Regions from separate parts of the Mus musculus genome. Here all the other regions are linked to region 3. Evidence: chromatin contacts called from public Hi-C data. All regions are on one chromosome and are shown on one strand. Each heading gives the region's core, a stretch centred on a gene start, on an enhancer-like site or on the middle of the called end of the contact. The rest is flanking DNA. Distances are from core to core; before and after follow the strand shown.

Region 1 (2,757 bases), core at 241-2,740, 180 kb before region 3:
TACCCCTCGGGTTTATGTTTCCCCTTGAAGGCACTTGGGGTGTTTACACCTTTTGGGAGATTGTCCTCCTTAAGCTGTCTGATTTATGGGCAGAGAACATTTGTAATTGTCCTGTATTTTCACTTTACAGTCTGTAGAATATATCTGTGAGAACATCACTTCATTTCTTCTCGGTTTTGGTAATTCACATCTTCTCTCTAGTTTACTTGGATAGATTAAATCTTTTTTAAAAGATCAACTTTGGCTCTTATCGACCATCTTCTCTGTTTCTCCTCATTTTTGTTATCTCCTCCTGTCCTTTGAGAAATTTAATTTGTCTTTCTTCCACTAGTTATTTAAGGTGAACGTTTGGATAATCGATTTGAGGCTAATACAAAATTATAAACTTATTTAAAAGTAAAGAAGAAAGACAGACAGACAGACAAACACAACAACAAACCATGCAATGTCTCAACTTTTCTTCTGCTTTCCACAGATTATATGGGGCTATATTTATATTTCTATCGTATCAAAATCTTTTTATTTTCCTTGATGCTTACATCCTGCCAGTGTGATTTAAAATATTTTGCTTATTGCCCACATGTTGGTAGATTTTTCTTTCTTTTTTTTTTTTTTTTTTTTTTCCGAGACAGGGTTTCTCTGTGTAGCCCTGGCTGTCCTTGAACTCACAAATGCACCTGCCTCTACTTCCCAAGTGCTGGGATTAAAGGCGTGTGCCAACATACCCGGCCAATAGATTTTTCTTAATTCCACTATGGCCATCGGGGCATTGTTTGGTTTCACTTTTTTTTTTTTTTTTAAACATTTTTTTTAAAGATTTATTTATTTATTATATGTAAGTACACTGTAGCTGTCTTCAGACACTCCAGAAGAGGGTCTCAGGTCTCATTACAGATGGTTGTGAGCCACCATGTGGTTGCTGGGATTTGAACTCTGGACCTTCGTAAGAACAGTCGGGTGCTCTTACCCACTGAGCCATCTCACCAGCCCCTTGGTTTCACTTTTATGTTGATATCCATTTATATTTTCAGGTGTGGATATGTGTGCTCACACGTGTATGTGTAGGTTCCTGTGCACGTGTGTGAGTTCACATGTGTGCTTGAATGGGTGGAGCCCAGCCTGCACCTTCTATACTGAGGTCTCCCACTTGAACCCAGAGCATACTGATTCAACTGCTCTAGCAGGGCAGCTAGCTCTAGGGACCCTGTGTGCGTATCTTATATTTAATAGTCATCGTGTATTTGTGTTTACCTGCTCCTGACTAAAAGTTCGCTTCTATTGTCTTTTTTCCTTTTGATTCGTTTCTTAGTATACCTAGGAGTAGCATTTTACCGCCAGTACTCTTTATTGTAGGTTACGAAATCTTGTAATTTTTAAAAATGAAGTATACTGCACTGACGTATGACTCAGTGAATTCTGAGTTCTGCTCATAGGCACCTAACCTTGAAACAAATAATGATCTAAGGTATTTAAGCAAACTTCCTCTTTTTTTTTTTTTGCATTGGCAGCACAATTCCAGTTTGGTCTGAGTCAAGGGAAACAAAGTCTAAGGAACCCTCTGAGACTGCTGAGGGTGACAGTGGGAAGCTGTGCCTACTGCCTGTGCCAGCCCAAAGTACTGACAGCCCCATTGAATTAAAAAAAAAAAAAAGATTTATTGGGCTGGAAAGGTGGCTCAGAGGTTAAGAGCACTGCTCTACCAGAGGTCCTGAGTTCAATTCCCAGCAACCACATGGGGTGACTCACAACCATCTGTAATGGGATCTGATATCCTCTTCTGGCCTGCAGTCAGATAATGCAAGCAGAACACTATATACATAATAAATAAATAAATCTTAAAAACAAACAAAACAAAAAAGAAGAGCAGTCAGTGCTCTCAACCCTGGGCCATCTCTCCAGCTCAGGCAAACTCCTTTTAACCCAGTATCTGGTGAGCTAAATCAGTAGGGGTTGAGGGCTTCAGCTAGCCTGGGCTATAGGATGAGACCATGCCCCCAAAATAAGTAAGTAAATTTATATAATGAGACCCTGCCCCCAAATAAGTAAAAATACATATGTAAATAAATAAATTTATATTTTAAGACCCTGTCCCCAAAATAAATAAATGAATAAATTTATATAATGAAACTCTGCCTCCAAAATAAGTAAATAGGAAGGAAGGAAGGAAGGAAGGAAGGAAGGAAGAAAGGAAAAAAGAAAGAAAGAAAGAAAATAAGAAAGAAAATAAATCCAGCATCCTCAGAGAGTCCTTTTAGCTCCCTTAAAATATGATTCCTTGACAAAGGTAGCCTTTCCTTCCCATGTTTATGTCTATAGAGTTATGGGTGCTCATTTTAAATGAAATTACTTATGGCTCCTGTTTTAAGTTCAGCTCTTGTTGACACCATATTGCTATATTTATCTGCAAAGCACTAGTTTCTTTCTTTATTACTATGTGTTATTCCATTATGTGACTATTACAAACTGTGTGCCTTCAGCAGTTGATAGACATCTGGGTTTTATGCCTTGTATTTTATTTTTGCTCAGCCGGGCGTGGTGGTGCATGCCTTTAATCCCAGCACTCGGGAGGCAGAGGCAGACGGATTTCTGAGTTCGAGGCCAGCCTGGTCTACAGAGTGAGTTTCAGGACAGCCAGAGCTATACAGAGAAACCCTGTCTCAAACAACAACAACAACAACAACAACAACAACAACAACAACAACCACCACCTATTTTTGCTCATCTTTCATTTTGTTTTCCTTCTTGTTTCTTACGTTT
Region 2 (2,828 bases), core at 126-2,625, 150 kb after region 3:
GTGGAGCCACAGATGTCTAAATACCTCTGGGATTTTGTCTTGCTCCTGTCCCAGAACCCAGCCGGAAATAGGAGGGGCAGCAAGTACCAGGGCTCCTCTAGGATTCCTTCTTCTTCAAGTGTCTTCCCTCCTGCCTGACCATCCTGTTCCCAGTCCTGGGAAGGCTTATTTGGCTCTAACATAAAGGCACAGCTCTGAAAAGTGTAGGTTAAAGGCAGGAAATGTCACAACAAATAAACGGTTCTCTGAGAAAAATTACCCCGGAAGTAAAAATGACCCCACATTGAAGGACAGCCAGAGCTACTTGTTATAACGGGAGAAACAGATTCATTTTAGGACTGTTGCAATGGGGAAAGAGAACGCAGTGCAGAGCTGGGCTGGGTTCTGGATACAGCAGGGGCAGGAGAAAATCTACAGCAGGGAGCACGGTGGGTGGCAGAGGGTGGCACAGGATAGACAGGAAATATCAGGAGGCAGGAAGGTTCTTGGTATACTCACCTAACAGGATTTTTGCAGATGACTGGGCAGGACACTGCACGTCACCTGGGCGATGATGACTCAGAGTGAGGAACGTGGTTAGACGTCAGGGCGAGAAAGTAGCCTGACTGCGCGGAATTCCTGCTAAAGTTTGATTTTAATCGAGAAACAGAAGGCCTGGGTCAGGGATCAGGATGTCGACTAAAAATGGAACAGGGATCAGGACGCGGGCCACAAACTTAGTGAGGAGGAGAGAGAACCTTTGTGCCTTTCACTAGGACAGTGTCACTTCACTCCTTTTGGGTCCTCAAGTCAACTTTTATCTGGAGCAGTTTTAGGGAGCCGGAGATGGAGAGGGAAAAACAGAAAATGCCCAAAGAAAATAAGTGGGTACGAGTCCGCTCAGTGGGGAGCAGGCGAGGGCATGCATGTGGGAAGACTTGGTTAGATTCTCCAATTCCTTGCGCTGTCAGTACTGCTCAACTTTGCCCCAGACCTGGTCTATGGACTTCTGACCATCAGAGAGGAACACATTGGAGGCAAAAGAGGTCAATATCTTATATCAAAACAGGGGTTATGAGCTGCGTTTAGTGTTTCTTTGGTTGGATTGGTTTAAGAATGGTGAGCAAAACCAGGCTTCCTGAAGCTAATAAACCTTCGCTTGGCTGAAAAGTCCCTGCGTTCAGAATCCTGGGCTGGAAATCTAACGTTTTCAATGAAGGTTTTCCTCTGAAGCACGTTTTTGGTTATCATTAGATAGTCACGTTCTACGGATGTTAGCAAACAGATGCCATGTTTACTGGGCGGTCATTTGGAAAGTTCCCTTCCCAGGGATGCAGGCAGCAAGAGCTAGGAGGCCCCTGCTTCCACCGCAGATAAGCAGAGCCGCGACTCAACCCGTCTGCCACCTAGTGGCAGGACGCCCGCAGTTCGAGCGAGTTTACCAAGCTGAGTTCATCAGCCCAGGAACTTCGTAATGCAAAACTGAACTAAATAAAGATAGGGGGAAATAGATATTATAAGAAAAATGCGCTATTTGTGCTCCAGCTCCATGTCAACGCATTGCATCCACAAATAGCGTCCGTATGTGCTAGTCGGTATACTAAAAGTGAAACGTATATTTTTAAATGTGCCCTATCTGTGGCTATAAAAAGATGGCTGATATAAAACTTGGGATGATTCATATTTTACGGAGTAAGATGTAGGATTCTATAATGCTTAAAAAGTATGGTGGGACCAGAGAACTGAGCTGGGTGGGTAGCAAACTGGGTTGGTCTGAAGGAGCCTGCTGTGCAGAAGCCACAGAGGAGGCCGAGGAGGGGGCGAGAGCTCTCCCAGTCCTTGAGGAGCTGGCACTAGAAGGATCACAATTCTCTATTTACAAACAACTCTCTGTTTACGAACTATAGGATTAATTTTTTGTCGAAGTTTATATCCTTGTTTGGACACATTTTCTGTGCTAGAAAGGCTAACAGATAACAAAGAGCATCTTTCTTTTCAGTTCCCATGGGATGTGGATCCACCGTCCCCGCCCCGCCCCGCCCCCACTTCTAGAATTAAAAACCACGGACTTGAATGTCATCTTTCCCTGGCACGCTCATTAATCATTGAAGTTCCAGTTGCTTCCTGGCCTTCTTTTATCTAAGCAACTTTTTTTTTCTAAAATGCAAAGACCTTAGAATCTGCAGGGAAAGAACCAGCCCTGTTTTTATATCCCCGTCTTACCCCAAAGCTCTCTTGGACCCCAAAAGGACCATAACTTGATACCCCAGCTAAACCCTTTCTTTGACATGTATAAATACTGATGTATATACTTATGAGGGGTCCTATGGATGTCACACTTAGCTATAATATTTTCTTTTAAAATCAATGTTAAGCTAGACAAGCTGACTCATGCCGGTGAGTCTAGTCTGATGCTGATCCAGTCTCAAGGGTGCGAGTTTGAGTCCAACTTGTCTACACCATGAGTTCCAAGGAAACTGGACTTGAGGTGAAACCCTGTTTCAAAGAACCCAACCCAAACCAAATCAACAAAAAATACCCCCACTGTCTTATTGAGGTATAACTTACATGTAACAAAATATCCAATGGAGGGTACGTACAACCTCCTCATTTTCAATAAATGTCCAACTCCTTAAACCAACACTCCAATCAAGTCACCCTCTACCCTAACCCCATTGCAGACATGATTCACTTTTTTGTCACCACAGTTTAACTGGGCCTTTCTATAACGTCTTTAGATGGAATTGTGTGTTGTGTTGTCTTTGGTGTCGGGCTTCCCTTGTTCATTATAATTATCTAGGTTTGTTAATGTTTTCATTTCTTTCTAGTGTTTAACTGTTGTACGAATA
Region 3 (2,960 bases), core at 227-2,726:
GATTGTTAAAATTATGGAGATAATGACATTGTTTATGAATTCCAATTCAGGTTAGTCTTGGGATTTTGCTTTCAAAATTAGGGACATTCGGGTCTTCAGCGCCACCACGGGATCTGCTCACCAGCTGACTGTTGGCGTCCTGTAAGCACCCTTTACAGATAGATAGCTGTTGGTTGGTCCATCATCCCAACCCATCTGCTGTGCTCTGCAGGAGAGGGTAGGACTTTTTCAATGGTTACTAAAAAGGACTCCTGAGTGGGAGTCTTTAGATGCCAGTGGCCAAGGAGGAGGACCTTTTGACCTTAGAGCTGAGACCCCTGCTGTCACGAGGGACCTTATTTCTGCTCTGACACTTGTGGGGCTTGCTTGCTATAATGTCCTGTCAGGTCCTCTTCTGCTGGGGGTGAGCAGATGGAGTGTGTGTATACCGTGCCCGAGCGTCTCCTGCTTGGCCTTGGGTTGGTGTAGAGCAGGAAGGAACTGTAAAGTAGCCCTGCTCGGGGTACCCAGGGCAGACTTAATCTTGAATCTGTGCTTTGCCTGTCTTTTCACAACTGACTCGGTCCTAGACATGGGCTGGCTAGACATGGTCCATCTCCTGCTCCAGACAGTTTTTAGAAAACTGAAAATGTATGGAAAAAAAAAAGCATTGAAAACTTTTTGTTGCTCTCCCCCCCTTTTGAGATAAGGTTTCTCTATGGAGCCCTGCGTGTCTTGGTACTTGCTTTGTAGACCAGGCTGGCTTCGAACTCATGGAGTCTGGCCTGCTTCTGCCCCCTAGAGATTGGGATTAAAGGCATGTACCACTGTAGTCTCCCCTCCCCCAGCCTGAAACCTGCTTGCTCAGGGGTGGAGCTTCCTGCTCATTCGTTCTGCCACGCCCACTGCTGGAACCTGCGGAGCCACACATGTGCACCTTTCTACTGGACGAGAGATTATTTGGCGGGAATCGGGTCCCCTCCCCCTTCCTTCATAACTAGTGTCGCAACAATAAAATTTGAGCCTTGATCAGAGTAACTGTCTTGGCTACATTCTTTTCTCTCGCCACCTAGCCCCTCTTCTCTTCCAGGTTTCCAAAATGCCTTTCCAGGCTAGAACCCAGGTTGTGGTCTGCTGGCCGGACACAACATACCACCACATCTGGCCACATTGAAAATTCTCAATGAACTGATTTGGGGCTCGAGAATTCACTCAGGGGCCAGTATAGCTGTTACCTTAGAAGGCATCTTTGGTGGCCATTGAACCTTTTGAAAATGTGTGTAACAAGAAGAAATGGAAATCTTCTAACCAGCCCTCCCAGGGTTACATCGTGTCTACATATGATTTTATTTCTAAATATGTCTTTTAAAAATAGCATTTCTTTGAACTTTGTGTTTCAAAATTTCTAAAGCCTGCCAGGCTGGATCGTCTTGCTAGGCTGGGTTGGATTGTCTCACTAACTGTCCTGTCATCCTGAGTCACTGTGGCAGATGATTCAGACGTGGCAAAACACACCAAAACTCATCTCGTAACTGGATTATTTTGATAGGAGCCTCACACGCAGCCCTGGAGCCTCAGAGTTCTGAGTCCTGACTTTAATTCTCTCCCACTGTTCAGTGTTTGTCTTAGTGGAGATGACTGTCATTATGTGGTGGCTCAGACTGACCTTGCCTATTGGAGGTGACAAAGTGGACCTTTGAAGGGACAGCTCTAACAATGCAGCTCTCCAGGTTCGCTCTCAGGAAGTATGAGCGTTTAGAACGAGGATAGCAGTTCCCTTTTCCTACTTCCTGTGTATCCCAGAAACACCCAGGGTTGGCACTGTTAAGGCCTCTCCTCAGAGTGCTTCTGGGCCCCAGAGTCTACAGGGTTACACTTTTCAGGCACAGCTCAGGTACCACCAGCATTGTGTCTTTGGACACAAATTCATCCCTGAGAGGGTAGCGATATTTCTTCAGCTATATTGTTTATACCTTAAGAACCACGCTTTTCTGGAAAGGTCCTGGAAACCACTGCAAAGCCAATATTATAAAACCTCACAGAATTTCCTTCCTGGGCAGAGGACAAAGGTATAAACCATCAAAATACCTGAGGGGCTCAGGGAGAGAGGAGAAAGGGGAGAGGAGGGGAACAGGAAGAAGAGGAGGAAAAGAGAGGAGAGGTGGCCAAAGGGCCTTTATACACTCTGCCCAGGCTCTCCTAAGGCATCCCTCTGACTCTCCTGCTATTCCTGTTCCCACTTAAGGCTTCAAGGCATCCTGCCTCGCTGGCTAGACTTCTGTGTTCTCAGCTCCTGACCATAGATGGCTCTTGTGGGGCCTTAAACATGTACTTGCGACAAGTCACCACTAGCTCCTCAGATCCTTGGGGGTCAGGCTGTTCGGCCCACCATCCTCGTCTCTAGTGCCTGCAGCATCCCGAGATTTTTACTGAATGAGGAGTTGCTCCTCTGGGTTGCCTTGGAGAACTGCAGGGGAAGGGGTGGAGGAACAAAGGATATGGAGTAAGGGAGGGGAGGTAGGAACAGGCTATGAAGGTTTGACTTAGGAATCTGCCCTCAGGAGCTTGTCTGGGGCAGGACAGGTTGGGACAGGGACCTCAACTTGAGTCATCTGCTGCAGGCTTTAGTTTTAACCCTGACGTTCCTCATTTATCTGTACTTTGGGGATGCATGGCGTCACTCCCAGGGATATGTGGCAGACACTGAAGTCACCTCTCCCACACATACATACAGTTTAAGTTCATAGATCTGACAGACATTGCCAAGCTTTCTTTGAGGATGAGTAAGGGCATGTGACCTTCTCTTCTTCCTTCCCATGGCTAGAGCTTGTTGTGACCGACTTTGGCCACCTCCATCAGGCTCCCAGACAGGAGGCAGAGCCCCAGAATGGGTGGACTGTGCTTGTTACCGTCTTAGTAACACACACTTTCACCTGTTACCGTCTTAGTAACACACACTTTCACCTGTTACCGTCTTAGTA

The links. Hi-C and Micro-C count contacts between places; a contact is called where the count stands out from the background.
Region 1: a Hi-C map of bone marrow-derived macrophages shows a contact between it and region 3, with 20 read pairs. The contact joins two enhancer-like sites. A contact is called at or near these places in 6 of 39 promoter capture datasets (the SN4741 cell line, frontonasal cranial neural crest, hippocampal neurons and 2 more), 5 of 15 datasets of contacts at CTCF or cohesin (CD8 T cells, the G1E-ER4 cell line, embryonic stem cells and 2 more), 85 of 484 Hi-C or Micro-C datasets (B cells, the C10 cell line, CD4 T cells and 46 more), 8 of 115 datasets of contacts at active chromatin or transcription factors (astrocytes, embryonic stem cells, fibro-adipogenic progenitors and 2 more) and 3 of 9 other capture datasets (adipose tissue, embryonic stem cells and liver).
Region 2: a Hi-C map of bone marrow-derived macrophages shows a contact between it and region 3, with 3 times the contacts expected there. The contact joins two enhancer-like sites. A contact is called at or near these places in 2 of 15 datasets of contacts at CTCF or cohesin (the G1E-ER4 cell line and pro-B cells), 45 of 484 Hi-C or Micro-C datasets (3T3-L1-derived adipocytes, the 63-12 cell line, B cells and 22 more), 4 of 115 datasets of contacts at active chromatin or transcription factors (the HPC-7 cell line, embryonic stem cells and neural progenitor cells) and 1 of 9 other capture datasets (embryonic stem cells).

What each region holds. Positions count from the first base shown.
Region 1 is chr2:129,082,256-129,085,012 of GRCm38.p6, forward strand. The region is part of intron 5 of Ttl (tubulin tyrosine ligase); the gene reads left to right. Among named protein-coding and RNA genes, the nearest start is that of Gm46764, 17 kb to the right of the region's middle. Within about 2 kb of position 1,491, at least 5 of the 459 cell types and tissues checked have an H3K27ac peak or open chromatin away from gene starts, as enhancers often do. A contact at or near this core is called in bone marrow-derived macrophages, where this site is marked.
Region 2 is chr2:129,407,261-129,410,088 of GRCm38.p6, forward strand. No RefSeq gene overlaps it. Among named protein-coding and RNA genes, the nearest start is that of Il1b, 38 kb to the left of the region's middle. Within about 2 kb of position 1,376, at least 29 of the 459 cell types and tissues checked have an H3K27ac peak or open chromatin away from gene starts, as enhancers often do. A contact at or near this core is called in the C2C12 cell line, the G1E-ER4 cell line and bone marrow-derived macrophages, where this site is marked.
Region 3 is chr2:129,261,810-129,264,769 of GRCm38.p6, forward strand. No RefSeq gene overlaps it. Among named protein-coding and RNA genes, the nearest start is that of Ckap2l, 34 kb to the right of the region's middle. Within about 2 kb of position 1,477, at least 60 of the 459 cell types and tissues checked have an H3K27ac peak or open chromatin away from gene starts, as enhancers often do. A contact at or near this core is called in the C2C12 cell line, the G1E-ER4 cell line and bone marrow-derived macrophages, where this site is marked.